Regions from separate parts of the Sus scrofa genome. Here region 2 is linked to region 1. A link is a contact called in public promoter capture Hi-C data. All regions are on one chromosome and are shown on one strand. Each heading gives the region's core, a stretch centred on a gene start, on an enhancer-like site or on the middle of the called end of the contact. The rest is flanking DNA. Distances are from core to core; before and after follow the strand shown. Region 1 holds the start of ZFP36L2 (mRNA decay activator protein ZFP36L2). Region 2 overlaps LOC106509843 (a long non-coding RNA gene).

Region 1 (5,876 bases), core at 309-2,808:
GCACTGAAGGTGCGCAGGTCCCCGGAGGCACCCCCCGATGGCGCAGGCCGCCGCTCATCGGCGTTGTGGATGAAGTGGCAGCGCGGCCCGTAGGGGCAGAAGCCGATGGTGTGGAAGGTGCGGCACAGCTCCGTCTTGTACTTCGGATGGCGAGTCAGGCTGCGCAGCTCGTGGAACCCGTGCGCGAACTGGCACTTCTCGCCGTATTTGCACGTGCCGCTCTCCTCGAAGGGTCGGCACAGCTCAGTTTTGTAGCGCGTTGAGTTGATCTGGGAGCCGCCGCCCCCCTTCTGCTGCTGCTGCAGGTGCAGGAGGTGCTGGCTGCGATCGCCGTTCTCACTGAACGAGCGGTCCCGGAATTTGTTCTCCTTGTTCAGCAGGGCCGTGCCGCCGCCCCCCGACGGCTCCTTGAGGGTGCCGTAGGAGGCCGGGCCGCTGGCCGCCGCGCTGCCGCAGCTGCTGCCGTTAGCCGCGCCCGGGAACTTGGGCGAGCAGCTGCCGGGGCTAGGCGCTGGGTGGGCGAGCGCGTGCAGGTTGCTGGCCGAGTGCCGTCGGAGGAAGCCCGGGGTGAAGCCCGAGCTGGGGGCAGCGGCCACAGGCGTCCCCACCGCCTTCTTGTCCAGCATGTTGTTCAGATTGAGGTTGGCCAGGGATTTCTCCGTCTGCCAAAAGGAGGGTAGCGGGGAAGGGGTGAAAAGTGGAAAAGGGAGGGAAGAGTTGGAGGAGTTGCAGAGTAACAACCACTTGCAGCTCTCTGATTCTTTTCCCTTTTTTCGGATTCTGACTCGGCCCCCAACCGCCACCCTTACAAGAGCACAAGAATCAAGTTCGAGTTGGGAGGAGCCGGACTCTCCCACCCTAGGCCGCGCCGGCTTGCAACATGTGATCTTCAGCCGTGGGCCGCCGGCCTGGGCGGCGCAAACCCCGTCCGGGAAGCCCCGGGCAGCGTGGCTGTGGTCGGCTGGGGAGAAACTAAACAGCTACAGCTACTCCCTCCAGCCCTTCCTCTCTTCTCCTTCTCTCCGCCCACAAGGCGCGAGAACACACACTGCAAACTCCAGGATTTTTCCCGAACCCAAAAGTCAAGGCGAGGAAAGGACTCCCAAAGCCGAGGGCAGAGGGCCAAGCCTGAAATCTCGAAGGGCTTCCTTCTTGCCTTTCCTCCTCCCTCCCTCCCTCCTTTCCCCGCCCGCGTACCTTGCACAAGAAGTCGATATCATAGAAGGCGGACAGAAGTGTGGTCGACATGTTTCTGGATCCTGTAATGGTCGGAGCTGCAGGCAGGGAGGTCCGGAGGAACCCTCGCGGCGGCGCGGCCGGCTCGAGCCACGACGAATAACGGGCGAGGGGCGGGGGAGGGATCGAAAGTTTGCTGGGGGGCGAGAAAAGAAGGAACGGAGGCAGCAGCGTGGACTGGTTTTGAGGGTGCCCAGGAGTGCGGAGTGGGGGGAAAGAAAGAGTGAAGCTAGAGCGCTCCTCCGCGCCCCGGGGTGCCCGGCCCGCCCCCCCGCGCGGAGCCGACGGCAGCTCTCGGACTGCTGGAACTCAGCGGCCTGCGAGCGCGCGCCCTATATACTGTCCCGCAGCGCGGCAGAGGCTGGAGGGGCGTGCCGGGGGAGGGGACAGAACGCTGACCCCCGCCGGGGTCTCCAGGCAACGCCGCCCGCCGGCTCGCGGACGTCAGGCGCCTTCCCGGCCTCCCATTGGCCGCCGCCAATTTTTTTTTTTCTCTGGGGGAGGGGGGTGGGGAGGCCTCGGGGCGGGGCTGGGCGCTGGGGCGCCCGGGGCAGCGTGGAGAGCTCGGCCTAGATGGGTGCTGCTAGGTGGCGGCGGGAAGATTCAGCTCCCCTCCTCTGGGGCTGCACTGTTGGAAATCCCCAGCACGTTTAAGCTGGCCGGGGTTCTGCAGCCCTGGACGTGTCTCTCCCCGCCCGATCCTGCTACGCGAAATTGCGGAGTTTTTATCTCCCACCCTCGGTCTTATACTGGGCGCGGGAATTGCAAAATGCAAGAATACTGCAACCGTCCGCGCGGCCCCACTGGGTTGCAAAGGGTGCTCCGGCCGGGGGGGGCGGGGGGGCGAGGGCTTGAGTCGGATGGGTGGTGGCTCCATCCCGACTGCACGTGGAGTGCGGTGGGTGTGGGGGCGGGAGCGGCCACGCGGGCGGCTGCCGGGGTAGTCCTGCCCGGAGGAGCCTGGGCCCGTTTCTCCGCCCCCCTTCCCGCCCAGGCTGCAGTAAACAGGGCTTGAGCGCCGGGGCCTGCCGGGCAGGGCTGAGTGTCTGAGGACAAGGCGCTGGCTTTGCTAATCACATCACAAGACCTTGAGCCAGGGCCAAAGGCGCGGAGTGGCGCGGGGCGTCCCGGGCGGGGGAGCCGGCTGGGAGGACTGGAGGAAAGGCCGGGAGAGCCGTGCAGGCATGGAGGCCACTTCCCGCCACCTTGTCTGTCTGCCGGTCGGTTCGGTCTTCCCCAGCCCTCCCGGGGGTGGTGGCACAGCTGCCAGCCGAGGCTCCCGCCCTCCGCAGCCTTGGCCAGGCGCGGCCTCCTAGCCCTTTCCCTCCGGCCGTTGAGGGCGCCGCGCCCCGCCTTAACTGTGAGCAGAACCTGTGGGCTGCAGGCTCTGGCTGAGGCCGACCCGCAGCCAGGCAGGGCTGGGCACCGAGGACGCGTCTGGTGGGCTCGCCCGGGTTTCCTCCCACACCCCCAAAAGCTCGCGTTGGGAAATGCTCTGCCAACGGGTGCCCTGTGGGTATGGGGCAGACGCCCCCCCTAGCGCCCAGGGAGGCTAAAGCCGCTGTCGGCCCTACTCGAGCAGATCTGGTCCGGGACTCCTCGCTCCGCGTCTTCGCATATGCTGCCAAAAAGCTGGAGCTGGGCCCATGATTTCGCACACCTGACAGCCTAGGCTGTAACTGGGCCTAAGTTGAAAGGTCCAGTAAGCGCAAGGCCAAGAAGCTACCCACGCCCCCTTCCCCAGCTGATCTTGTTTTGTTTCCTGATGCTCACTTCCATTCTGCAGCGCTCATTCTTTATCTCAGTGAACCTGGGAGGGAATGAGTCAGGCCTGTCACTCAAGAAACCGACTCCTTAGAGTTCAGCTTGCATTCAGTGTCCACTGCTGTATTCTCCACCCGCCGCCCATCCAGGGAGCTAGAGCAGGGCTGTGAGCACTTCAGGATGGGAAACATAGGGCTAGAGTTCGGGCCCTGTCCCTTATAAACCCTGTGATTTTAGGCAAATCACATAATCACTTAGGCACCTGGAGTTCCTTGTAAAAGTAAGGTAATTCCTATTTTACTCCTCTCTCACCTATGTCAAAGTGCAAACGAGTTATTTGTTAAGGTGATTAAAAGATAAACAAGTATAATCTCTCTTATTTATTAAAACACATTGACAAACATAGAAATGGAGGAAGCCAGGCCTCTGGGGTATGGCCAGATAGGTGGAGCGCCTCTGTGAACACAGAGCTGAGGAGGCATCAAATACTGGACCCTCAAGCTAGGAGCCAAGGGCAGTGACCTCAGAAGAGGTCACTGCTTCCCTCTTACCTCTCCAGCCTACACTGGCCCTTAGACAAGGCTGGGCAACTGTGTCTGACACCTGTAGCCTAGAATACCCAAGAACCCTGACTCTGTTTTGTTCTTTGTTTAAATGATCCCCAACACAAGAGTTGGAGGGCGGCCCTAACAATGGGGTATTATGAGTTTCCCTTGGGAAAGCATCAAGAAAGTGTGAAACAACAATTTCTCCTGCTTTGGGAGGTCAGTAACAAGATTTCAGATACAGAACCAGTGGAAACATCTGTCTCTCCTGTCCTCCCAGGCTGGCCAGAGGCAGCCAAGATCAGAACCTGGGGTATTCCCAGTCAACAGCTTTGAGAACACCCACTTTGTGGGCTTGGTAGAAGGACTTTGGAGCTAACATGTAAACATGCTTTGGGACAGAGTACCTGCTGGTAGAAAATATTTTTATTATTATGTAACTGCTTTATTTCATTTTAAATGGAGAAAAAAGGAATGCTGGCCTTTTCAAATGAGCTGGGCTTTGCTGGAGCCAATTTCATAATTATTCTACCATGGTTATCATCACGCTATGCCAACAATTCTCTGACTTCTCACCAGCCAGGCCTTCTCAGAACAAAAAGAAATGTTAGGTTGGCAACTTTCCATCAAGTGTGGGCTAGAGATGCCTAACCAGGTAATTAATCCAGGCTCACAAAAAAGCACATTTTGAGCTGAATAATGCAGAACCACTCCAGGAATTCCCTGCTCTCTATAGGACAAAACTTTAACTTCTTTCCTCGCCTCTTCCTGTACAGCCCTTTCTCACACTTCCACTGGGCTCTACTTTGAGTAATTGGGTGGTTTTCTTTCAAAGATAAATTATATTTGCAATATAGGCTTTTTTACAGTAGGAAATGATCATTTCAAACTCTCCTCTAAACTGCCCTTTAGACCCTTACACATCAGTAAAATAATTCTGATTGCTCACCTGAGAAGTATTTAAAAATATTTACAGATCCTAAAAGCAGGACCAAGTGCATATATGATTACTGAAATCATTTTTTCAGATAACTAGGATGAAAAATGAACATGGATGAGGCTGTGACCTGCCAACGTGTGAATTTCAATATAACTGTCTTTGGGTGACACTTACTCAGAAATTATAATTCAGGAATGGCAAGCCAATTAAAAAACAAAACAAAAAAACCCAGAACCAGCAGAAAAATGTGTGCAAGAGCGACACCTGCTGGGTGTCTGAGGAAGCAGGGCAGGCTAGATTTAGACAAGCCGAAAATCCTTAAGGTCTAGATTAAATCACTGAAATGGATAAATGTTTTCTGGCATCTTAAATGAGAATCTTTGTGTTACTGCCACCAAGAAAATGATAGTAAACAGTTTAGTATCAAACAAGTCATTTATTTTGACTCTCCTTTCCCCAGGTTCCTTGTAACAGCCAAGAGTCTATGGTTTCACCGGGTGGTGAAATCTGGTTTCCTAATAATGGGGGGTGGGGGGTTGGAGCTCTTAATGGGTCTTTTATTAATTAGGATTGCATACGTAGGTCACTGAAGGACTTAAACATGCAGACAGTAAAAAAATTACTTGTATGAAGCTGATCCTTAATCTCCCAGGACCCAACGTTTGGAATATATATTCTTGCCTTAGCTAAAAATGGAATAAAATTTGGAATGCTGACCAAATGGGCTGTTTGCCAACTAAATCAGCTTCTACGTCCAGCCAAAAAAAAGGGGGTGGTGATGGGGAATCATGTCTTAAAACCCAATTCTGTGTAATCAACTCAGAGAAAATGCAGGCTGGCTATGGTTGGATAGTGGAGGTCCTGGGGGATGAGAAAGCCTAAGTCAGGCCTGCAGGTGGCCTGCACCTGGGAACAGAGTAAATACTCCACGTGGTAGCCTCACTTCCTACAGTAGCTGCAATAAACGAGGCTGCCTTGAATGACGGAACTGAAGAAAAATTCCTCTGTAGGAAAGGAGACTAGACTCACAGAGTGGGGGAGGTGTGACAGGGAGAAGATTCTCGAATTTATGTTTAACGAGCTTCCCGAAGACTTAGTGGGGGAATACCTCAGCGCCCCCCCCCCCCCCCCCGGCCAACAAGTCTTCGTTCTTCAACAAGCCCTTTCTGTTCTTGGAAGGGTTAACGGATTCGCTGCTGCAGGAGAGTCCAAAGCATCCAGAATTAGGATGCCTTCCCCGTCCTTTTCTTCCAGAAAGGCCAGCAGCCTCAGGCAAGCCAGAGTCCTTTCCTCCAGGATGCGCAGCCTCGTAAACTCTGCCGTCTTCAAAAACTCAGCCGTTGGTGGCAGCTCTCTGAAGAGCTGGGAGAGGAGGTGGCACTGCTCGGACG
Region 2 (6,244 bases), core at 2,123-4,622, 260 kb before region 1:
CCCTACGGTTCTGGAACGTGGCCCCTTACCCACCCTCTGCACTTCCCCACACCCTGCCACCGCCATCTAAGGCCCTCCGCCCATCCTAATCTCCCGCCCCTTGGGCTTGGTGCAAGTTCCCTCCCTCCCTGCGTGCTCTCTCTCACACATGGATGGGTTGGGAAGACAGGAAGGGGATCTCAGAGGATGCGAAGGTTTGATTTGGCCGAGGGGGAGGGGCGGCTGTGCCTTTAGTTCTCCTTTGTCAGTCGGCTCAGTCCTCCTGCCTCATCCTCTCTGCCTGTGCATGGGTTCAGACAACTCCGGAGCTCCAGGCCAGCACGTTCCTCTCCAGACCCACATCCCTGACAGCGCCCAGCTATGCGGCCCCCACCCCCTGGCTTCCCGCCCCCTCCGCTCAGCTGGGCAGACCAGACAGCGCCCTTGCCCCCATCCCCTCATGTCACTGTGTCACAGGGCTCTCCCACATCCTCCTAAATGTCTTCCACATCTGCCCTCTCACTTCTAACCCCGCAGCCCCAAGTCCAAGCGCTCAGTATTCACCTGGGTGACAGCCACAGACTCCCAATTTGTCCAGTCTCAATTCCACCAGGGCTTTTGCAAATTTCCTGGAGTGTGAGCTTTCTAAAATGCCAAGCTGGGGAGTTCCCGTCATGGCTCAGTGGTTAACGAATCTGACTAGGAACCATGAGGTTTCAGGTTTGATCCCTGGCCGTGCTCAGTGGGTTAAGGATCCGGCGTTGCCGTGAGCTGTGGTGTAGGTTGAAGACGCGGCTCGGATCCCACGTTGCTGTGGCTCTGGCGTAGGCTGGCAGCTACAGCTCCGATTAGACCCCTAGCCTGGGAACCTCCATATGCCACAGGTGCGGCCCTAGAAAAGACAAAAATAAATAAATAATAAATAAATAAATAAATAAAAATTAAAGAAAATAAAATGCCAAGCTGGAAGTTTTCCTGTGGCAAAGCAGATTAAGGGTCCAGTGTTGTCGCTACAGCAGATTGGGTTGCTACTGTGGTGTGACTCCGATCCCTGGCCTTGGAACTTTCATATGCTGCAGGCGCAGCCTAAATAGCTAAATAACTAACTGCCTGTGTCCTTTCCCCTTTCGAAGCCTTGGCGGGCTCCCCACTGCCTGCCCAAGAAAGCCCTGGCTCCTTGGGCTGGCAGACTTTGCCCCCAGTGACCATCCCTCCTCCAACCCCTTCCCTCCCAGAACTTTCTGACCCAGGCCCACTTCGGCCCCCCTTCCCTCTGTGCCTTTGCACATGCCATTCCCTGTCCCTGGCACGCCCATCCTGGTCAGCCTCCTCTCAGCCCACACCTGACCTCCTTGTCCCTGATGTCCCAAGCAGAGCCTTGGCTCCCAGAGCGGCTCCTAGGGTCTGAGCACAATTCACCAGTATTATTCTTTGATCATCTTTCCAGAATGTCTGGGTGCGCTATGAGGGCAGGTACCGTGTGTGAGACCCCAGCTCAGTGCCTGGTCAGTGTCTGTGGGGCAGTTGAATGAATAAGTGTGTCCAGGTGGAACCCATGGGGCAGCGCCCCCGCCCTCCCTTTGTGCCACGTCCCATAGGGCATAGGCTCCCAGGTACCCTATGCGCCAGGCATCTGGGCCTCAAAGAAGCAGCATGTAGCCCAGCTATGGAATCTGATTTTTTTTTTTTTTTCCAAGTCTGGGCTGTTTTAGATCCAGTCCAGGGCTGGAATGGAGAGGCCCCAGCATCCTTCTCACCTTGTCATTTGGAGGGGAGTTCAATGGAGAAGAGAACATAAGTCTGAGTGGAGGCCTGGAAATTGGGAAGTTCCACCTACCCTAACTATGTAGCTGCACATTTCCTTATTCATTCCACAAACATTTATTGTGCACCTGCTCTGTGCTCAGCACTATTCCAGGTCCTGGGATATATATGGTGAATAAAACGGACTCGAGGAAGTTCCCATTGTGGCTCAGCAGTGATGAGAACTAGTATCCATGAGGACTCAGGTTTGATCCCTGGCCTCGCTCCATGGGTTAAGGATCCAGTGTTGCCATGAGCTGTAGGGTAGGTCACAGATGCAGCTCAGATCTGGCATTGCTGTGGCTGTGGCGTAGGCTGGCAGCTGCAGCTCCGATTAGACCCCTAGCCTGGGAACCTCCATATGCTGCGAGTACAGCCCTAAAAAGCTCAAAAAACCCAAAAACAAAACAAGTGGACTCAAGCCTTTTGCTCCAGGAGGTAAGACACCTCAGATAAACACGAACAGGACCAGCATGTGTCTGAAAAGAAGGAAGCAGAGAGGCAACGCAGAGCAGACCTCTTCAGACGGGTGGTCACACAGGCCCTCGGGGAGGGACAGTGTTTAAGGTGAGGCCTCCAAGGAAGAACGAGCTAGGCCCTCACAGAGCTGAGGAAGGAGGCAGCCTGCGCAATGGCTTGAGGGAGGCCCAGGATCCCTTGTCACACCTCACTTTCCCCATTTGTGGTGGGGAGGCTGCCTCTTCACAGGGCTTGGTGAGGGATCCCAGGAGAAGGGCACGTCCAGTCAGACTCAGCGGCCTTTGGAACCTATTCCCGTGTCAATGACAAGATGGCTGCCCCCTCCTGTTCTTCCACAGGGAGACACCACCTTCTTTCATCCGCCTTCAAAAGTACACCAGCCTGGGAGCCTTCTCAGTCTGAACTGGATAATCGAACTCTATCAGACCAGATTTCCTAGAAAAGAGTGCTAGGAGCCGCGATAGAAATGGATAGAAGAGACCGCTGACGGGAAAATGAGAGACCAGGTCTTCCTGACAGGAACCCCTTGAGGTCACCCCAGTGCCTGGCACAGTGTCTGGAACAGAGCAGGGGCTCCATGTAGGTTTGCTGAGTGAATCGACAAACATTCCCCTCAGCCTCACTCGCAGAATGGCGACTTCTGGGCAATGAGAGTTTTCTGGGGTCCCCACTCCCTACCCTGCCCCCTTTCTTCCTTCAGTTCTTCTTTCCAGTCGTTCCCCACTTTTCCTGTACTAGTTTCCCGGGACTTTCAGTGGTGCTAGTGTTCCCAGTTTCCCAGCAGACCTCTGGCTGGGCCAGCAGGATTGTGTGCATGTGTGCGGGCACGCGGGCTGTGAGGGGGCTGGAGACAAAGGCCCTGGAGTGAGATTCAGGGCACAGCTGAACTGCCCTGAACTTTCCTTTTTGTTTTCAAGGAAATGCATAATCCAAGAACCACCCACGGCCCTGGCGGCCCTGCTAAGCAGGGCTGGAATGTGCTGCCTTTCCCGTTAGTAATTGTTTTTTCGGGTTAGCCTGTAACCCTTCCCCTGCCATTCTCTGTCACTGGGGTGAGGCACTCCCTTGGGGGCATCAGCAGGGCGGACATCAGCAGGGCTGCCTTCTTCAAGGTTTCCCCAGCTCCCCCCACCCCCAGGGCGTGGCCAGTGGGGTTGAGGGCCTGCCCTTGGCATTGCATCATGGACCATCTGCCTGCACAATGATTCCTTCTTGCTGCTGTCTGCCTCTGCTCCTGCCAGAGGTGCTGGGGGCTGCCAAGGACTCAGGGACCCCGGAAGGCTGCTTGGTCTTGCCTGGGGCCTACTGGCCTCTGTTATAGTGGCTGTGTGTCTGACTGTGGCCATGGCCGTGATCGTGAATCATGTCAGTACGAAACTGTGCAGCAGTATGAATTCGTGTGGGTGGCTGTGATCTGGGCCACCAAGGGCCCACTTGTGGCCTCAGTGTGTGTGTGCGTGTGTGCGTGCGTGCGTGCGTGTGTGTCCTGGGAGGGAAAAGAAACTGAGCTGACTCAGCACTTCTCTTTCCCACTCACCCACCCAGCCAGTGAGCGCCTGAGCCTTTCCCCAAGCAGGAGGCTACTCCTGGGCCTCTGGTGTTTCTGTCTTTGGCTGCCCCACCCCCACCAAACGGTCTTTGTCTTTGATCCTTAGGGACTCTAGAGGTCAGAGGTTTGCACTATTTCCTGACCCTCCCAGCCAGGCCCTGTCTTCTCTGGTCTTGGCAGAATAGTCTGGAGCCCTCTGGCTGAGTTCCCTGAAGTGGCTGTAACTCAAGGCCGGTTTCTGCTCTGATGGAGGCAGCCTCTGCAGAAGAAGACACACTGGGGTGTCCCTGGCTGTACCTCCACCCCTCTCCCCACAGTGACCACAGCTGCCTCATCCTCAGACAGGCCTGACGTTGAGTTCTGGTTCTTCGAGGGAGTGCTGCCGCCCTAGACAGGGAGTGGGCACCTGCGTGCACTGGTTTCCACCACCTCCAGGAAGTCTGCACCTCCCAAAGCAGGAGCTCAGGATCACAGAGGGGCCAGGAAGTCAGGGGGTACAGAGAGCTGGGGTCTCTGGTTGTAGCCTGGGGCGGAGGCCTGCCTGTGCCCTGAGCAGCTGGTAGGAGAGGCAGTGCCAGGGCTGGGTCCAGTGTGGCCACTGAACATTTGGTGCAAATCAGAGGCTTTTTCCAGCCAGGAGAGGAATGCTGCCGAGCGGGGTTTGGGAACGGGCCTGGCAGGGCAAACACTGCCCTAATTGAGGCCCTTCTAGACTTTTAATTACAAGCACTGTTTTCCCAAGCTTCCTAAATTGACCGTGGAGACCTGCTGGTCTTATTGCCCATGCCAGGGACAGGGGGAAAAAATAGTGTTGTTAAAGCTTTTTCAGCAAGGTTTATTTTCACCGTATTTTGAGGTGGAAGAGCTCACACAAGTGGAAGCTGGAGCCCTTTTTCTCATAAGGCCTCCTGCAGACACAGAGACCAACGCCCACAGGTGTGGGCAGACACTCACTTGGATAGACCACCAAACACAGAGACACCTGGAGAGAAAGACAGCGGTACAGACAGACGCGGTCACGGACGCGGCTGCAGATGCTGGAAACACCAGACTGGAAATCCAGCCCAAGGACCCAGAGCGTTTTAGAAACAAAAACATTGTTCCTGGCTCCGCCTGATCCACATCTCCACCTCCGTCTCCTCCCCCCTCTGCAGGCCAGCCGGCCGGGTCTGGGCCTGCTTTGGAACCCCTGGCCCCTTCGCGAGGCCTGTTTACAAGGACAGACTGCAACCCCCCCAGCTGGGCGTTCCTCATGCCAGAGAAGCTTTGTGCTGCTCTTGTCCTGGTCCCCAGGGGATGTGACTGTCTGGGAAGGAAGCCATGCTCTTGTCTGTGGAAAAGAGGAAACACGATCGGCACCCAGGTGAAACCTTGGGGCACCTTCCAAGAGAAACGTCCACAGGGTTCTGGAGGTCCAGGTTATAGACGCAGAAAACAAGGAACCGCAGGACACCGGAGTGCTGAGCTCTGCTTTTTTTTTTTTTTTTTGTCTTTTCTAGGGCCACGGCATATGGAGGTTCCCAGGCTAGGGGTCTTATCGGAGCTGTAGCCGCCGGCCGACGCCAGAGCCACAGCAACTCGGGGTCCGAGCCACATCTACGACCTACACCACAGCTCACAGCAGCACCGGATCCTTAACCCACGAGTGAGGCCAGGGATCAAACCTGAAACCTCATGGTTTCTGGTCAGACTCGTTAACCACTGCACCATGCCGGGAACTCCCGAGCTCTGCTTTTGTACAAGCATCACCTGGACTGCAGGACTCCCTTCAGGCAATGAAATCCCTGTGGCTAGGGCCCAGGAGTCTGCATTTTATACCACTGCTCACCCTTGTAGCCTGAACACCGGAAGTGCTCAGTACACATTTGCAGAGTCGGTGAATGGTTAATGCTGGGCTCTGGAGCCCCTGACGGCTGTGAAGGACAGAGTAGGGTCCCCCCCGACATGGGTGACCTGAGAGGGACGCTCCCAAGAGCCCTCCCACCCTTCTCTCCTCTTTCCCTGTCCCTCTTGCTCCATGCCTGTGGGTCTGGACACCCACTCAGACTCTAGAATCCCTTCCCAGTGTTCAGCTACCAGCCCAGGAAAGGCGCGTGGTAGAAATGGTCAGGGCAGCGGAGGGGGGGGGGAGGTCCCTGAGAGGGAGGGAGGCCAGAGACAACTGTCCCCCACCAGTCATTTTCCCTCCCAGGGGCCCCTTTGGGTCTGGGCAGTGCCGGGACACAGGGCAGGAGGCCAGAGGCCAAGAGCAGAGGAAGGTCCTTTAACCAGGGCTTGGGCAGGGTGAGCCTCGGTGGCCGTTACAGGCCGTTGCTATCGTCCCTTATCTGGGGCTCCTGGCTCTTACACCACGGCCCCAACCACCCCTGGAGTCGGGGGCCCCTGCCGCTCCCTCCCCAAACAGACCGTTACTGGGTTTCCGTTGTTTGGGGA

The links. Promoter capture Hi-C pulls out the DNA fragments that hold promoters and counts their contacts.
Region 2: a contact with region 1 is called in a promoter capture Hi-C map of fetal skeletal muscle, with 12 times the contacts expected there. The contact joins the enhancer-like site here to the promoter of ZFP36L2 in region 1. A contact is called at or near these places in 1 of 5 promoter capture datasets (fetal skeletal muscle), 6 of 47 Hi-C or Micro-C datasets (blood, heart right ventricle, liver and 2 more) and 1 of 2 datasets of contacts at active chromatin or transcription factors (skeletal muscle).

The regions. Positions count from the first base shown.
Region 1 is chr3:97,196,077-97,201,952 of Sscrofa11.1, reverse strand. It overlaps ZFP36L2 (mRNA decay activator protein ZFP36L2), which reads right to left and starts at 1,558. Exons shown (of 2, transcript XM_003125190.6): 1 at 1,198-1,558; 2 at 1-662. The coding sequence starts at 1,248. It overlaps THADA (thyroid adenoma-associated protein), which reads right to left. Exons shown (of 40, transcript XM_021088406.1): 40 at 4,902-5,876. The coding sequence ends at 5,638.
Region 2 is chr3:97,461,214-97,467,457 of Sscrofa11.1, reverse strand. The region is part of intron 4 of LOC106509843 (a long non-coding RNA gene); the gene reads left to right. Among named protein-coding and RNA genes, the nearest start is that of TRNAI-UAU, 100 kb to the left of the region's middle. Within about 2 kb of position 3,372, at least 52 of the 83 cell types and tissues checked have an H3K27ac peak or open chromatin away from gene starts, as enhancers often do. A contact at or near this core is called in fetal skeletal muscle, liver and skeletal muscle, where this site is marked.